Regions from separate parts of the Sus scrofa genome. Here region 1 is linked to region 2. A link is a contact called in public HiChIP or PLAC-seq data. All regions are on one chromosome and are shown on one strand. Each heading gives the region's core, a stretch centred on a gene start, on an enhancer-like site or on the middle of the called end of the contact. The rest is flanking DNA. Distances are from core to core; before and after follow the strand shown.

The links. HiChIP or PLAC-seq counts read pairs in DNA pulled down with a chosen protein or histone mark.
Region 1: a contact with region 2 is called in an H3K27ac HiChIP or PLAC-seq map of alveolar macrophages. The contact joins two enhancer-like sites. A contact is called at or near these places in 3 of 47 Hi-C or Micro-C datasets (blood and embryonic fibroblasts) and 1 of 2 datasets of contacts at active chromatin or transcription factors (alveolar macrophages).

Annotation. Positions count from the first base shown.
Region 1 is chr6:98,420,695-98,425,944 of Sscrofa11.1, reverse strand. No RefSeq gene overlaps it. Among named protein-coding and RNA genes, the nearest start is that of RAB31, 37 kb to the right of the region's middle. Within about 2 kb of position 2,739, at least 30 of the 83 cell types and tissues checked have an H3K27ac peak or open chromatin away from gene starts, as enhancers often do. A contact at or near this core is called in alveolar macrophages, where this site is marked.
Region 2 is chr6:98,354,725-98,360,208 of Sscrofa11.1, reverse strand. All of the region lies in intron 1 of RAB31 (ras-related protein Rab-31), which reads left to right. Among named protein-coding and RNA genes, the nearest start is that of RAB31, 28 kb to the left of the region's middle. Within about 2 kb of position 2,243, at least 23 of the 83 cell types and tissues checked have an H3K27ac peak or open chromatin away from gene starts, as enhancers often do. A contact at or near this core is called in alveolar macrophages, where this site is marked.

The sequences.
Region 1 (5,250 bases), core at 1,490-3,989, 65 kb before region 2:
AAACCAGAGTTTCTGGGCAGTTAGTCATCAGAAGTAGTTTGGTCTTAGTTAAGTAAGAGTTTTTGCTGATCTTTCAGGGGTTTACTTTTTACGTTAAAAATTCATTTTAACCAATTAAAATTTGTGAAAACCCAATTCTCTTAAGTATTGACATTCTATTCACATACCTTTTCTTGTTAGTTCGACACGTTAGCCATCATTTTTAGAGGGGCTTTTACAATTTTAATTCCCTTTGTATGATTATAATATACTTGATTTTTAAAAAGACACCTAAAACTTTCATGCAACAAAACTGTCTCAAGTTCTTAAATAGCTAATAAAAATTTATAAAATAAACTTAATAATCTCTTCAATATTCTATATTGTAAAAGCGTAGTGAGATTTGCTAAATATTTTGTATCAATTTCAACTGTCTTGAAATATTTACACTCATCATTACTTTGAAATTATAGTCCTTCTTAAACCTGCTGCCACTTATTATTAGATACTTCACTAAAGAAAAAAATATACTACTATGAAACAGATTGGCTTCTTAAACATTGATAACATTTTAAGTGTATTTCAATATAATTTCTTTATAGTTTTTAAGAATTTTGTTTTATATTTGTGTAGTCTACTTTTTCACTGAGTTACAACATATACACAGTGACTAAAATACACATGTGTTAACTGTATGGCTAAGTGAAATTATATATTTTAATGGTATCAAAATATAGAGCTTCTGGGAGTTCTTGCTTTTGTACAGTGAGTGAAGAATCAGACTGCAGCGGCTAGGGTTGATGCAGAGGTGCAGTTTTGATCCCTGGCTGGGTGCAGTGGGTTGAAGGATCCAGCACTCCTGCAGCTCAGATTCAGTCCCTGGCCTGGGAACTTCGATATCCTGTGGGTACAGCCACATAAAAACAAAACACATGAAAAATATAGGGCTTCACCACCCTAGAAAGTTTCCCTGTGGTTTTTCCCAGTTCCTTCATGGTGCTTCTCCTGCAAAAGTAACTTATTCAGACCACTGTTACTATTCGTTAGTGTTATCTGTTCTTGACATGTATATGAAATCATAGAGTGTATGCCCTTTTATTTAAGATTTTTTTTTCTGGTCTTTTGTCTTTTTAGGGCCGCACCTGTGGCATATGGAGGTTCCCAGGCTAGGGGTCGAATAGAAACTGTAGCTGCCAGCCTATGCTGCAGCAATGCAGGATCCAAGCCACATCTTCAACCTATACCACAGCTCACAGCAATGCTGGATCCCCAGGCCACTGAGTGAGGTCAGGGATCGAACCCACATACTCATGGATGCTAGTTGGGTTTGTTAACCACTGAGCCACGATGGGAACGCCAAGATTTTTTTTTCTTAGAGCAGTTTTACATTTGCAACAAAACTGAGAGAGGTACAGAGACTTCCATGTATCCCTATCACCACACATGCACAGCCTCCACTCCCCCCCCCCCCGCCCTCCGTTATCAACATCACTTTCCAGATGATACATTTCTCACCAAGGATGAACCTACATCGATATACCACAAGGCCCTGGTTTACCCTAGTATTAACTCTTAGTTTTTTTTTTTCTCTCTTTTTATGATTGTACCTGTGGCATATGGAAGTTCGTGGGTCAAATTGGAGCTGCAGCTGCTGGCCTATGCCACAGCAATGCAAGATCTGAGCCATATCTGTGACCTGTGCCACAGCTTGCAGCAACAGCAGATACTTAACCCACTGAGTGAGGCCAAGGACCGAACCACATCTTCGTGGACACTATGCTGAGTTCTTAACCTGCTGAGCCACAAAGGAACTCCACTCTCGGTGTTCACATTCTATGAAGTTGGACAAATGTACAAGGATGTATATCTACCACTGTAATATCATTCACTGCCCTAAAAATCCTCTGTGCTCTGCTATTCATCTCTCCCCCATCCCAGAATATTTTTTATTGGGGTACAACTGACACAGAACACTACATTAGTTACAGGTGTACAACCTAAGGATTGGATGTTTGTGTACACTGTGAAACGATCAGCACAATAAGTCTAGTTAATGTGTGCACACTTTCATGTTGGCTTTTCACTCAATATAATGTCTATGAGACCCATCCACACCTTTGTGTGTGTTGATAACCCACTCCAATACTGGGGAGTATTTCATTTTATGAATAGGAACAACCGAATTGTCTATTCTCCTGTTGGTGGACATATGAGTTACTTCCCATTTTTGACTATTCTACGTAAAGCTACTATGGACATTTTGATGTATATCTTTGCATACACATGCACTTATTTCTCTTGGGTTTAAACCCAAGGGTGGGATTAATCATATTTTAGCTGTAGTGGATTCTGCCAAACTTTTTTCAAGTTGGTTAAGTGAGATTGTACTCTTACCAGGAAACAGTTGCAGATGCTCTATATTCTCACAAATATTGGGGATTATTGGTCTTTTAAACGTTAGCCACTCTAGCGAGTGTTTTGTGGTGTATTTTATTTCATGCTTGTAAAAACCTATTTTTCTGAGAAGGGATCCATAGGTGTCACCAGACTCTCACATGCGTGTTCATGGTACACACGATTTCAAATGCCTGGTGAAAGCTGGGAGCCTCAGTTGTTTAACTGGAAGGAAGAACAAAAAGCAGAAGTTCAGGCCAAGCTATTTCCTGTGGAGCCGGAGGAGGACGTTGCTCACTGCTGAGTCACTGGGAAAAGTCCCCCAGCCACGCCCAGCCTCTGGTGGGGGGTCTGGGAAAGGCAGTGTCAGATGGGCAGCCCTGCCCGATCTAAACGCTTTTAACGGGGAAGGAGGGATGATTCACACAGTCTCCAGGCTGTGGCTTTTGACAGTCTTGGCGGGGTTTTGGTGGGCAAAACCCAGCTGCAGCGTAAGAAGAGCCCCCCCCCCCCATGAGGACAACTGAACCATCTCGCTGCCCTGTCCTGCCGTCTGTGGACACAGGGGCAGGGTGGGGGCCCTCCCACTGAGCCTGCCACTTGGGAAACCGGCAAGGTGGTGGGTTCCATGAGGATGAATCAGTGAGTAAGTGCATGGCCCAAGGTGAGGAGGGTGGTCTCTTTGGAGAGGACACGGAAGGCACTGGAGTGAGGGGGCCTGAGTCATGCCTTTACCACACACCTGCACAGCACCTCACTCTGCAGCAGGATTGCCAAAAATATGTCGAAACTGTCCAGGAAGTTGTCATAGTGTCTCAACCAAGGCCTCTTGGTTCATCCCTAAGTGTGGCTTTGACCCACTTCTCAGGCTGGTTACAGTGGCCCCAGGGGTCAGCTGCCCATGTCTCCACTCTAGGCACTTCATCAGCAGCTATAGACCAGAGCAAACAATGAGGTGGGAGCAGGTGTGAACACGTTGCTCTGTGGAATCACACAGGTAGCACCTGGATTAGGTGGTTGCATCACTCAGGATCAGTGCCAAACTGATGGGAGAGGCTTTGCCATGTAATTCAAGGTCAGAGTAGAGGCAATACTTTTTTCCCAGTGAATTCGCACTTGCCGGAAGGGGTTGGGATAGAGATTGACATCCATATGAAAACCAAAGAAGGCAAAGAGAAAGACGCCAAACCTCACAGTGCGAGCTATGTGTAATTAAATATGTATTTGTATGTAAATTATGTTTATATATTACACTATATAATACTTATATGTAATTATACACACACATTTGGAGACAACCATAGAAAAGCAAGAAGTCCAACTACATCTGGGAGGTGGAGAATCACCCCAAACCATCCCACCTGGTCTCCTGTTTGTACCTCTCCCCACCTGGAAGCAGGTAGAGGCAGGTACAGGCAGAGTTGAGAAGAGCTCTGATTTACATCTCAAGGAGGGGGCTGGGAAAATTTCTAAGATGCTAGAAAAGATTTGGGATCTGCTAACATCTGGGATGGGAGTGGAGTGTGGGGCAAATGGTGTTACCAAGAAATGGAGGCAGGAATTTGGGAGAAGAAAGGGAGCTGAGAAGAAGAATGGCCTTGGGGGAGGTAACAGTAGTGCCCAGTGGAAGAAAGCATCCTCACTGGATGCACTGTGTCGAAGGAAGTGTGGCCTGATGCTGGGCTTTCCTGCAGGATTCAAAGGGGTGCACTAGTGAGCACAGAAAGCCCGCAGGGCTGGCTTGGTCACCCTGTCCCTGGTGCCTCCACACTCTCCACGGAGGGGGTTTGAAGGCAGGTGACCTTGAGTAGCTTGAGGCCTGTGTCATGTTTGAGAATACACTGGTCATCCAGCCCTCCCGCCACCCCCACCCGGCTGTGGGCGGCACAGGTGTGCACTGTTCATCAAGGGGGTTTTGGGGGAGCCACGCTCTTTGAATGCTCCTCCCTGGGTCACAGCAGTTGTTTAGTCAGCACATAAGCTTTGAACCTGTAAATTCCATTCAGATCTGTCCAGAAACTCTAGTTTGGGAAAAGTTATCTACAGTATCTTAATGAACACTTCTAAGGAAAAAACACACAAGGGAAGACATACCCACTGGCTAAGGCTCTGCAGACAGATCTGAATAAGAACTTATTGGTTGGCACAAAATACACTGGGATCTTTTGAAAAAAGCCTCACACCTGCTTGGCAGAACCTGAATGCTAACTGTGTATTCTCCTCACCTGGCAACACACAAAAAATGTGCTTCCTGGACAATAAAATTCTGATCTTAATGCCCTTTTCCTTTTTTTCTCATTTATAATTATTTAATGGGGAGATGTAATTGTGAATGCTTTCTTGGCAACTTGGCAATAAACATGAACATCTTGGAATTCCTGTCATAGCTCAGTGGAAACAAATCTGACTGTATCCATAAGGATGCAGGTTCAAATCCTGGCCTCCCTCAGTGGGTTAAGGATCCTGGATTGCTGTGGGTGTGGTGTAGGCCAGCAGCTGCAGCTATGATTTGGCCCCCTAGCCTGGGATCCTCCATATGCCACGGGTGTGGCCCAAAAAGGACAAAAAAAAAAAAAAAAAAAAAAAAAAGGACATTTGTATTGAATATGAGCTTCCATTTGGCACTGGGGGCAGAGTCCATTAATGTATGGGCACAGTTTCTTGGAAAGTGAAGGAGGCTCAGTGTGGAGAGCCAAACTTTTTCTTAAACAGGGTAAGGGACCAGGCTGTACCAAAGTGGGGGTGGGAGGAGGTTGGTCAAAACTCTTCATTAATGAGGCAAGAACCCATGAAAAGCCCATGCATAGGGAGGAAATTGTTGATAGCATTGGAAGGGTGTTTCATCAGCAGGCTCCTTACAGCTGCAGAATATGGTAG
Region 2 (5,484 bases), core at 994-3,493:
AAGGAAATACCCAGGCACTGCGTCCTCCCCACTTCCTTTCTCACTCCATCAAGCAGCACAGCATCCTGGCCATGATTGGTCCAGAGGGGAGAACCTGTGTCCTGTTCCTAAGGGCGCCAGGTGCTCAGAGTGGGAAGTGGGGAGGACCCCAAAGAGCCCACCGCTGGCGCCAGATCCCTGTGACTCACCGTGTAGGGAAAGGGTACCTGATGCAGGAGAATGTTTCCAAGGAGATGAAGAAGCACTTTAAGGAATGGGCTGTGGAGCTGACTACTCAAGGCAGCTCTGCAGTGTCTGTGAGGGGATGGGAAACTCGCACTGTGGCTGCTGCACTCTGCTTTCTGGTCATGGATGCCATGGCATCTGCCCCAGAGGTTTTTCCCAAGATCGAATGGTTGCCTTCCCTGTAGCTCTCTGGCCACCATCACTTCACCTGTTGACTGCAGCTTTACCCTCGCTGCTTACCTTACTCTGACCAGGCTTTGGCATTAAATCCCGCAGTGTCTGTCCTTTCCCGCCCCCGCATGGGCTCCTGGGGAATGTTCAGAATCGCTGCTCTCAGGGCGGGGCTGTGTGGGTCTTGCACAACTTTGCCCTCATCATCCATGGAGGGCTGACCTCTCACATTTCTGACTTGTCCTCAGCTTGAATTTCCTCCCTTCAAAAGGAGCAGGGTAGCCTCACTTCACCAGCTTGCCGCATGAATTACATAACATTGGTTCAGCTTTGTGCTTGATAGATGTTGCTCACTCATCTGTATTTGTTACCCCCTGCTGGGTAACAAGTTGCCCCCAAATCTGGTGACTTAAAATCAGTGTGCTGTCCACCTAAAACTCATATAATTTTGAATGACAATGATGGCTCAATGAAAAACCTTAGCAGTTTAAAATAGCACGTGCTTAGTATCTCCTAGTTTTATGAGCCCAGTTAGGTTCCTCCAGTACCATGTCCTGAGATGACCTCTGATGTCTTCCCCTGGTGCAGGTCACATGGTAGGGACATAGCTGCCTGGGGTTTACCATTCTCTCTCTCTCTCTTTTTTTTTTTTTTTAGGGACACACCTGTGGCATATGGAGGTTCTCAGGCTAGGGGTCCAAGTGGAGCTACAGCTGCTGGCCTACACCACCGCCACAGCAACAGGGGATTGGAGCTGTGTCTGCGATCTACACCACAACTCACGGCAATGCCAGATCCTTAACCTACTGAGCGAGGCCAGGGTTCAAATACCCAACCTCATGGTTCCCAGTGGGATTCGTTTCCGGTAGAATTCCTACCGTTCTCTCTCTTGAGCAGTGGAACCCCCACTTGCAGTCTGCTGCTATAGTCCAGGAGTGAATTAAGTGATGCCCAGCGATTCACATGGCAGCAGCTGAAAGTTTGTGGCTTGGTGACTCCGTTATTCCAGATTAACGTGTGATCAGTAACCGTGACTGTTCACAGAGCAGTGTGTGGAGTAAGCGGTGCTCCTCGGAGAATGGTATTGTTCGCCCCAAATAGCAGTAACCTCTGGGGAGGAACGTCAGAGGGAGCCATTTCCCTGGAAGGAGCTTGGCCCCAGCACAGCCCTGGTGTCAGCCTCACAAATGGCAAGACAGGAAACGCTGACCGACACCCCAGAGGATTACACGGGTCTGACCCCTGGTTGGTGGGGTCAGAGGTGGTTTTCTCCTCACACCTCCCTGCTAGTTGGAAATATGCCTCCTTTCATTTGGGGCAGAACCTGGCAAATGTGTTTTTAGGACATGTGACTCCCCTGTGGAAGGTCAGGCTGGAAAGTGGTAGTAAAAGAAGTACCCCTTGCGGGTCCTAGAAATAGACTTTTTTTTTTTTTTTAAGGTGAAATTTACATTTGGCAAGTTGAATCTGGTAAGAGCCTTTAAGGATGTCTAAAAATTTCAAAAATTAGATTCTGCCTCTCTAGCCAGCAGGACGCCTGGCAGCTTCCTCTCTTGCAAAACCGGGAGGCTGGGCGAGGGGCTGCGACGGCCTTACCATCTTAGGAAGCGGATGGAGTCACGTCCACCGGACGTGAAGGAGCCGTGGAGGGCGGCCTGGTCCTCCAGTCCCTCCTTGTCCTCCACCGACTCCTTTATCCACCCAGGATGTCCTGCCTCGGACCTCCTCATTTTCCCGCGGGATGGTCCTTTTCCTCCTTTGTGTCACTGTCTAAAGGAAGGCAAAGGAAGTCACCAAGCTGCGTGATGCATGAGACTGGCATCCGCTTGGCTCATCTCTGCCATCTGTGGGCAGGGCCTTCCCCTCGTGGCCGGCTGGGGAACAGCAGGCCTGGGAGACGAGGCCCCAAGGTCATCACAAAGCCACTGGCCCCCGGAAGATGATTTAAGCTGTGCTTTGTAAGAATATTTTGTTTTTGGAGACAAATTAGAACTTGCACTGTCCTTTTGCCCTGTTGCTTCTTTCTTGTCAACTGTATAAGAGAGAGAGATGCTGGGAGTTAAATTGTAAAAAGTAAAGAAACACCAACTGTATTTGGTGGAAGAATTACCTTAAATCTAAATTCAAGCAGGCTGGCTGCTTTAAGTACTCAGAAAAGTGGTGTTTTAGCTTGAGTTCATAGAATATGATGAGTACAGAGGAATATTCCCCTTTCTTTCTTTTTTTGTCTCCATACCTGTGGCATATGGAGGTTTCCAGGTGAGGGGTTGAATAGGAGCTGTAGCCACTGGCCTACACCACAGCCACAGCAATGCCACATCTGAGCTGTGTCTGCGACCTATACCACAGTTCTTGGCAACGCTGGATCCTTAACCCACTGAGCGAGGCCAGGGATCAAACCTGTGTCCTTGTCGATCCTGGTCAGATTCATTTCCATTGAGTCATGATGGGAACTCCGAGGAATACTTTTCAAGATGGCTTTGGAAAGTTTCATCTCTAAAGGTATTTTAAGGGCTGCCCTTGTAGGACCCTTGGGCTGTTTTGAGCAGAGCCTTTGGGGAGAGTGCATGCATGGACTTTAAAATGTGCCCCTGGAGCATGGTGTGGCCAGTGTGGCCAGAGCCCTGGATGCCAGCCCCTCACTTAGGGCACACGCTGTGCTGCTGGCAGGGGTGCTGTCAGAAGGGACACGGTCCCAGCTGGGTGGGAGCTCAGGTCTTCTGTGTTCAGGGTTGCTGGGGTTGCGAGGACAGCAGGATGACAAGGACCTGCCCATCCATGGGGTGGGTAAAGGCAGCTGAGGGGGGAAGGAGGGGCTCTGGTTTTGGGGACCCAGATCTGTTAGCTGGAATCCACCCCAAGGCACAGCTCAGAAATAGCGACGTTGATGTGGAGTCTCAGGAGCTGATGTCCCCATCCTGTCCTCTGTCCTTGAACTGCACACCGCAGAGCAGGGCGTTTGGCACGGTTGTGTTCATGGGCTCAGAACTGGTGCAGGCTGTACTACATGAGGATTTTCTGATGACAATCACAAGCCAACAGCCGTCTCGCCCTCGTTTGCTGGAATAGTGTCCCCAACATAGAAGCCAGAGGCCATGCATATAATTCAGGTGACCAAGGTCACAAAACTCAGCTCATATTTTAGCATCTAAAGAAAAACACCTTTCTCTGAGAGTCAGCGTTTTCTCTTTGTTCTATAGGCTTTTGAAGTTATACCTTTAATATAAGAGACGCGTATGGCTGTTTTTCCTTCTTGAGCTAAATGTGTCCCGCTTCCCTCCTACCTTCAGTCTCAAGTCTCTGCGACCCTCTCAGAGAAGCAGGTTGACCAGAGTGCCCTGTTCCAAGTTCCTGGCATCTTCTTGTGGCCATTCCTAGAGGGGCAGCTGCTGGCAGCTGGGGGCAGTGGCTCTGTCCTGTTTTGTCCTACTTCTTGGGTGGTCTCTTCACTTTAACATATAACTTCCTTTGAAACATCCATTTCCACCATCATATTTTTCATTTCTGAGGAGTCCTTCTTTCTTTCTTTTTCTTCTTTTTCTTTTTCAGGCTGTACCTGTGGCGTAGAGAAGTTCCCAGGCTAGGGGTCTAATCGGAGCTGCAGTTTCCTGCCTACACCATAGCCACAGAAATGCCCAGATCTAAGGCACATCTGCAACCTACGCCACAGCCTGTGGCAATGCTGGATCCTTAACCCACTGAGTGAGGCCAGGGATTGAACCGACATCCTCATGGATACTAGTTGGATTCTTAATCCACTGAGCCACAACGGGAACTCCTCCTTCTTACTTTATGAATGATCTAAATTCACATCCTGCTCTTTTTTTTTTTAAATGAGTATAAATGTCTGGTATTTCTTGTCTGACACTTTCTTTTTCAAATATTAAAAAGCTTTGGGGGTTCCCACATAGCACAGCTAGTTAAGCATTTGGCATTGTCACTGCAGCAGCTTGGGTTACTGCTGTGGTGCAAGTTCGACCCCGGCCTGGGAACTTCTTCATGCCACGATGTAGCCCAAAAACAAAACGCATCCCCAAAGCCATCTGCCCTGGGGCCTGTTGGCAGGTGTAGACGTGGCCTGGAGTTGGGGACTCCGAAATTAGGGTCCGCAGTCCTTCCTCTGCAGAGGAGTGCCTGGCCTCTCCAGTCTGGGCTTGCACAGGGCGGGGAGTAGTCCAGGGCCCTCTGAGCTGTGTGTGTGGGGTCCCGAGCAGCCCAAGTCTGATACAGGTTCCCCAAGTCAACCTCTCACATCCTCTGAGCGGCCTGGGCTGCCCAGGGTATGGTCTGTAAATCTTTTCACTTAACTCTGCAGCAACGTCACCCTCCAGCTGTCCAAACGATCAGGGAATATGAGCGGGGTGGACTTGCCCTCCCCACCTGCAGGCCCCTGGGCTCCGGCTTCTCTCTCACCACCCCCCACTACCCACTGCTTCTCGCTTTTGTCACTTGGCTGATGGCATTTCTTCTGTCTCTCTGACCATGTGAATCTGTGTTTTTGATTCCTCAAACCATTTGTTAAGGATTTGGAGGGTGGAGAAAAACGCATGTATCCTGTTTCCAATACATACTGGACCCCTATCCTAAATCAGCTTTAAATAATTATTTATCAGAGAAAGAAGTGGCCTTTGTACAGTTGAGCAAAACTGGAGGTTGTTCTGCAGCCATCAGATTCTAGAGAGAAAATGTTAGAAATGCAGTAGTTAGAATTCATTGTTCTTACAGGGCCATACCTAGAAAAATAGATTATGTATTTTTAGAGTGCTAAAGTTTTGAACAAAGCCAGTTCTATTCTACCCAAACAATGTAGCGTGTTACTATACTTCTTAGACCCTTCTAGAAATTTCCATGTTTCTGGAAATGCATGTATTGTGAACATGCTCGTTCTAGGTTAATTATTGTATATAGACAGGATGTGTTTCTAAAACTTATTTTTACCATACTTCTTCTCTTTCTGTGAAAGCGAAATGATTTCATTGTCGAAAATACTAGTATGAAATAAAAGAGAATGTCCTTCTCCCCATAAGCCTCCTTGTCCTGTTTTGTCTACACTGGTTCAGAATCTTCGGCTTTGGTCTTCACAGCTTT